Linked DNA regions of Mus musculus: region 2 is linked to region 1. The links are chromatin contacts, called in public Hi-C maps. All regions are on one chromosome and are shown on one strand. The core of a region is the stretch at or near the end of the contact, and the rest is flanking DNA. Distances in the headings are between cores, read along the strand shown. Region 1 overlaps Fam163a (family with sequence similarity 163, member A). Region 2 has its middle 28 kb from the start of Gm30472.

What was found. Hi-C and Micro-C count contacts between places; a contact is called where the count stands out from the background.
Region 2: a contact with region 1 is called in a Hi-C map of the N1E-115 cell line, with 12 times the contacts expected there. The contact joins two enhancer-like sites. A contact is called at or near these places in 7 of 39 promoter capture datasets (HPC-7-derived erythroid cells, embryonic stem cells, hippocampal neurons and 2 more), 9 of 15 datasets of contacts at CTCF or cohesin (CD8 T cells, the G1E-ER4 cell line, the NIH/3T3 cell line and 6 more), 255 of 484 Hi-C or Micro-C datasets (the 63-12 cell line, the AML12 cell line, the AtT-20 cell line and 131 more), 40 of 115 datasets of contacts at active chromatin or transcription factors (CD8 T cells, PVALB interneurons, T-cell acute lymphoblastic leukemia and 27 more) and 6 of 9 other capture datasets (adipose tissue, embryonic stem cells, embryonic tail and 3 more).

Annotation. Positions count from the first base shown.
Region 1 is chr1:156,088,838-156,091,604 of GRCm38.p6, forward strand. The region is part of intron 1 of Fam163a (family with sequence similarity 163, member A); the gene reads right to left. Among named protein-coding and RNA genes, the nearest start is that of Tor1aip1, 54 kb to the left of the region's middle. Within about 2 kb of position 1,279, at least 21 of the 459 cell types and tissues checked have an H3K27ac peak or open chromatin away from gene starts, as enhancers often do. A contact at or near this core is called in the N1E-115 cell line and the P5424 cell line, where this site is marked.
Region 2 is chr1:156,239,939-156,242,971 of GRCm38.p6, forward strand. No RefSeq gene overlaps it. Among named protein-coding and RNA genes, the nearest start is that of Gm30472, 28 kb to the left of the region's middle. Within about 2 kb of position 1,328, at least 16 of the 459 cell types and tissues checked have an H3K27ac peak or open chromatin away from gene starts, as enhancers often do. A contact at or near this core is called in the N1E-115 cell line and the P5424 cell line, where this site is marked.

The DNA of each region.
Region 1 (2,767 bases), core at 29-2,528:
GCCTCCTTCCCACCCACTAGCGAGAAGAGCTGTGGCTGATCCACTGCTCTACCCAATAGTTAGTGAGCCAATCCCAATGGGTGGGTGGCTCCCAGATACCCAGGGGCTAAGCAAAGAGTTACCAAGAGGCCCCTGGAAAGAGCGTGCTGCATGGGGCTTTGCTCAAGAACAAGGTCTTGAGATTCCTTTTAAAGTATAGTCAGCGAAGACATCTCTCCAGCTCCCCTCTAATCAAAACAAAACATCACAACAATCCCCACAAATCACACCTCAGCCCAATCCAGCTGCTTTTTATCTTATTTCCAAAAGACAGTTGCTGGTGTTCTTATAAACTGTAGAGTGCCAGTCATAAGTCATAACCAGCCTGCTCCCATGACTTTCAGTGTAGAAATATGAGTCACAGACATGCAAAGACTCTTTTTTGTTTTTGTTTTTGTTTTTCGAGACAGGGTTTCTCTGTGTAGCCCTGGCTGTCCTGGAACTCACTCTGTAGACCAGGCTGGCCTTGAACTTAGAAATCCGCCTGCCTCTGCCTCCCAAGTGCTGGAATTAAAGGAGTGTGCCACCACGCCTGGTTTGCAAAGACTCTTAAAAGAGCTGGCCCCCAACATCTTATTTAACAGGGAGAAGCCAAGTTCAGAGAGGATGAGTAACTTGCTCGACCACACAGCAGGGTCGAGACAGATGCATCTGGAGAGGCACTGGGTGTGGAGCCTCTGGTCCTGCTGTCTGTCCTTCCAGAAGGGCTATACAAATTTCACCAGGAGCCGAGGTGTCCCCTGGAGTGTACTTTCTTGAAGCAGGTTTGTAGTAACAATCAACCAAGTTACAGGTTAAGAGGCAGAGACCGCCCAAACCTCCCAGAGCCACACCCACAGTGGGCGGAGTCTGTATTGTACCAGGCTTAGATCTTGCCATCTTGCCGTCTGGCCCTTTGGGGAAGTGATACAGGAATGGAGGTCTTTGGGAGGTTTCAGTCTGGAGGCAGCAGGGGTGGGGTGGGAAGCATGTAGGAGGGGTGACCTTGTAGAATCAGTGACATCATCTGGTACCCACGTCAAGGCTGGTTCTGGGTTCGGTGCCCTTCGGGCCGAATACATTAGTAGTCCTGAGGTGGGAATTCAGAGCACATCAGCCTGGAAGGTGGAGCATAGATGGGGAAGGACACTAAAAGCCACTCTCCATTAAACTAGAGATCTCTGCTCTCTCAAAGGGACCGCCCTGCCATCAGTAACCCCAAAGGGTCACCTCATTCACTTCCTGGGCGACTAAAGATGCAGAAGGCAGGCTGCAGCTGGCACCAACGTATGTGATTAATGGCCTCTGCCCCTGCTCCACCCTGTTAGGAGCACAAATTAATTGAGTGGGGGCTAAGCACCAGCTGATGTCAATTTCTTCTGATGCAATTAAGCCTTCGCCAGTCATTTATTAACTGGTGAAATTGACACAGCAGGTTAGCAGCTGGAGGAGAGGGACTGTTGTTTCCTTGTAAACTGTCTAGGACAGCAAGCCTCAGGCCAGGCTGGTGAGAGAGGGAGGCTGAGGCAGGGTGGGGGTGGGGCTGAAGCTCAAGCATCTGTTGTTTCTGTGCCCACTGATGAGCCCTGACTCTCAGATGAGGGTCTGAAGAGTTGCTTTTGCCCCAGATAAGTAACCTCAGGCTCCCAGAGACGTGTGCTGTTGGAAAAAACAACACCTGCAGAGCATTAAGAAGAGTCAAAGCCATGACATAAAAGGGGGTCTCTATCATGTCACCTTGGCCTTGGTGTGTCCTAAGACCCTGCAGGTCCTTGTGCCGAGACATTCAAGCACAGCCCACGATAGGCAACTTCAACACTACCAGAAAAAGAACAGGGGGCAGAATCCATGATTCTAAATACGGTCAAGAAGACAGTGAAGGGTAACCATTATAACTCCACCCCTTGTCACCCAAACACATAATTTTAAATCCTAGGCCCCTAAAGCCTCATTTTCATCTCATAATGAAAATGCATTTCACCCACCTTTAAAAGCCCTCAAAGGCTTTAGACAGTTTTGACACTGTTTAAAAGTTCAAAGTCACTTCTGAAATGCAAAGCTGTCTTGTTTTTATTTCTGCAAGTGTGTGTGTGTGTGTGTGTGTGTGTGTGTGTGTGTATGTGTGTGTGTGTGTGTGTGCGTGCATATAAGATTGCATATGTGAGCCAGGAGGAGAGAGAGAGACAGGAGGAGGGTAAGAGAAGACATCCTGGGAGAACACACCTGAAGCCCAAAGAACAAGATCAAACATGTCTAAAAGGCCCCGTTCCTGGTGCAAACTGTCCAACAGCATCCACTGAGCTGTGCTCTTCACAGGGGGTGCTCTCCCACATCCTGCAGTGCGGCCTCCCCTCTCTCCCCACTAGCCTTCCTGACTTGATTGCATCCCTCTGAGAACATCCCTGCCGCAGTTACCAGATGGATAAGCTTCCCTTTCTGAACCTCACCTAGTGTTCTTGCCTGTTAACTGTCGGCCCCCACATCAAGGGAGTCTTTTAAAAAACGATACCCTTATTTTAAATCAAAGTTTCACCTCCAATTCTTGACAGATAGTTTGATGGTTTGAAAGAAATGGGCCCCCAGGGGCTCTCCCATGTTTGGATGTTTGGTCCCCAGTTGACAGAGTTGCTAGGGACAGACTTTTAGGTTCTAAAAGCCCATGTTATTGCTAGTTAATTCTCCCTCTCCCTCCCCCCTCCCCTCCCCTCCCTCTCCCCCTCCCCCCTCTCTCTGTAGATCAGGATGTAAG
Region 2 (3,033 bases), core at 78-2,577, 150 kb after region 1:
TACAAGGCAGGAGTCCTCAGCTTAGGGGCCATGATTAAAGCCAGAGCATGGAGACTCTTGCTAAGGCGCCCTCAAGCGTTAAGAAGGAAAGGAAAAGAGGACCTTGAAAGATGCTAGGGCTTGAGCAAGAGAAGAAATTCTAAAGGTGGAAGGGAGGTCCTGGAAACGAAGGATATCAGGAGGAAGTGTGGTCAGGCAGTCATGTGCCGACAGGTAGGGCGGGATGACATTGGTGGGGGACAAGGAGGGATGATCAGGGGATGGGGTTGGGGGAGTAGGTTGGGGAAGCAGGACATGGTGGGGGGGCTGACTGGTGGGCTGGGTGATGTGGCAATCTCATGAGACCTTGGCAGACACAGTTTTGGTAGTGTCGTGGGTGGAATCAGAAGGGTTTAAAGAGGGGACTGGAGACATGTAGAGAATGCGGTTCAGGTGACTGGCTGGAGAAATGCCACCTGTTTGGAGCCCGCCACTACTTTCTGAATGTGACTCCTGGGTAGAGAGTACTTACCTTTCTGATGCTCAAGTCACCTATAAAAATGGAACTGTAGTAGGAGTGTTGGGAAAATGGAAAACATAGAAAGTATGTCAATTGTGATAGGTCATATCATCAACATGGCAGGATCTAGAATCATCCGAGACAAGCTCTGGGCACATCTGTCTGGGATTATCTAGCTAAAATGAGTAATGGGCAGCCTACAGGGTGTGCCTTAATTACAGCAACTGAAGTAAGTAGTAGACCTGCCCTGAATTAGGGACACCTTTCAGTGGCAGCCTAGATACAAGGACTGATGGGTAGGCTTTGTGGTTTTCTTTTTCTTTTTTTCCTTCTTGCCTTCCCATTGTCCATTATTCTATCATTTCTGCCTGCACTGCTGCCTCCATTCTCTTTGGACACTAAAGCCCAGCATCTTTAGCCCTCCTCCTCTGTGGTCTGAAGACCTGCTGGTCCCAGGAATCCAGCCTCATAGACCAAGTGGTTAGCAGATGCTCACTCTCTCCAATGTGAAGGCAGCCATTGCTGGACTACCCAGACCATACAGGTAAGCCAGCATAACTTCCCTTTCTGGATATATTCATCCTATTGGCTCTGTTCCTCTGGAGAACTCTAATAAATTTATGTAATAAGTGCCTAGTAAAGCCATACTAACCTCACTATGACACAGTATTAATCTCTGCCACATTTGGGCAAGATACTTAACTCTTGTGCCTCGGCTCTCTTACACTGTAACATATTGTAACATGTGGTCATTGTCTGCCTTATACTGTAACATAATGTAACATATCATTGTTGGAATTGGGTTTTGCCTTTCTCTTGCTGCTAGGTGGCGCTAGAGGACAAGCACTAGATCCTCTATCACACAATATAGAGTTCCTGCAGGTTCTCCTAGCCAGGACACCACAAAGTAAGAACACTCCCCCTTCCACCCCTATTCCCCAGAGCCTTGGCTACTTCATATGTGCAAAGTATGTGTTCTACATGTAGCTGTATTCTCAGCCTGAGAAAATCCTTTTGGAGATTCACAGGCATGCCTGAACTGTGAGAATTTTATATTCTTCCTGCTAGAATTCTACAATGTACCAGCCTTAGTCCTAACGGAAGATGGCCATAGATTTTCTTTTGACTGAGCTGTCTTGGTTAGTGTAATTAGAGCCTTGTTAGGGTTTTCCCACTTCTTCCAAGGAATAAAGTCACAGTTTATTGCCAATTTCTGTAAAGGGGGAATGCTCTGGCTATTTTGCATAGAGTAAAATTAGAAAATAAATTGAAACCGTGGGAAGATGACCCTATGAGAATTACCCTAAAGCTCTATTCCCAAAGAACTCACTTGGAAGTCGCTTTAACTACTTTTCCAGGTTAAAAATGAATAATTGGAGTAGAGAAGCTCCAAGCTGCATGCTAAATTCGATTTTCTATAGTGCAATGGTAGGTACCTGCACTTGCTGGCGCGGCCGCAGAGTGCTTGTCCTCGAGCGCCATCTAGCAGCAAGAAACGACAAACACAGCCTCGAAAAGGCTCCACTTGCTTGACCCTTAGAGGGAAACAAGCCATAATTTGGCTGTTCTACTCACAAAGTCTGCTCTCAGGAGGAATTCAGTGAATTCTTGGGCTTACAATCGCCACACTGAAGTCCCACGAGGTCTTTAAAGCCGCTTTTAACCCCTCTCCATCACGGACCTGCTGCTCCAGAGGGAGTGCAGCTTGTCCCATGGGTGCAGAGGGACAGAGCACACGCTGGGCAGTGCCACCAAGGCTCCCTGTCCTTTTGTCAGGCCACCTGATGCTCTACTGTCACCTTTCAAATACAAAAGGAAGTACAGTGTGCTAAGGTTTTAGCAGCTATTCCTTTTTTCTTGTCCAGCTGCTGTTCTGTGAGCAAACCTTGAGAGCAGCTCTGGGCTTCTGGGAATATGTTGCCACACCGCCCAGGGCCAACATTAGCTCCTTGCTGTGAGTAGTGCCAAAAGCTATACAGATTCCGATACAAGGCTCACATCAAATTTGGTCAGCACGCAGTGGGAGGATGCTACGGGGGCGATAAAAGAATATATGATTTCAGTGTCCATCAGTCCAACCTAGGTCGCAGTCTTCGTTTCGGCCCATTTCAGATGAGACTGACTTCACAGCACTGTAGTTCTCAGTGTATTCCCAGGACAGCGGCCTGAGGGCTAAGCCTTGATCTGGCACAGTGGCTTACCGCATGAGGTGCTAGAGAGGAAAGGGGGCTCCAGAAGCAGGAAGGAGAGAGGATGCCGGCCGGCAGAGAGTGGCAAGGGAAGTTAGGGAAGCCTCTGATTCAGGGGGTGTGCTTGCACGTCCTTCCCCGAGCCTCACCATTCTTAAGTTTGACGGTTTCATGATGAGCACAGGGAGGCATGAGTATGTATGTATGTATGTATGTATGTATGTATGTATGTATGTATGTATGTTCAGCATTCTGCATAGTAGCTGTCAGCCGGATGCTCATTAGAACTACACGGAACCAGTTGAATCAGAATCTCTGAGGGATGTGGTCCAAGCGGAGCAGTAT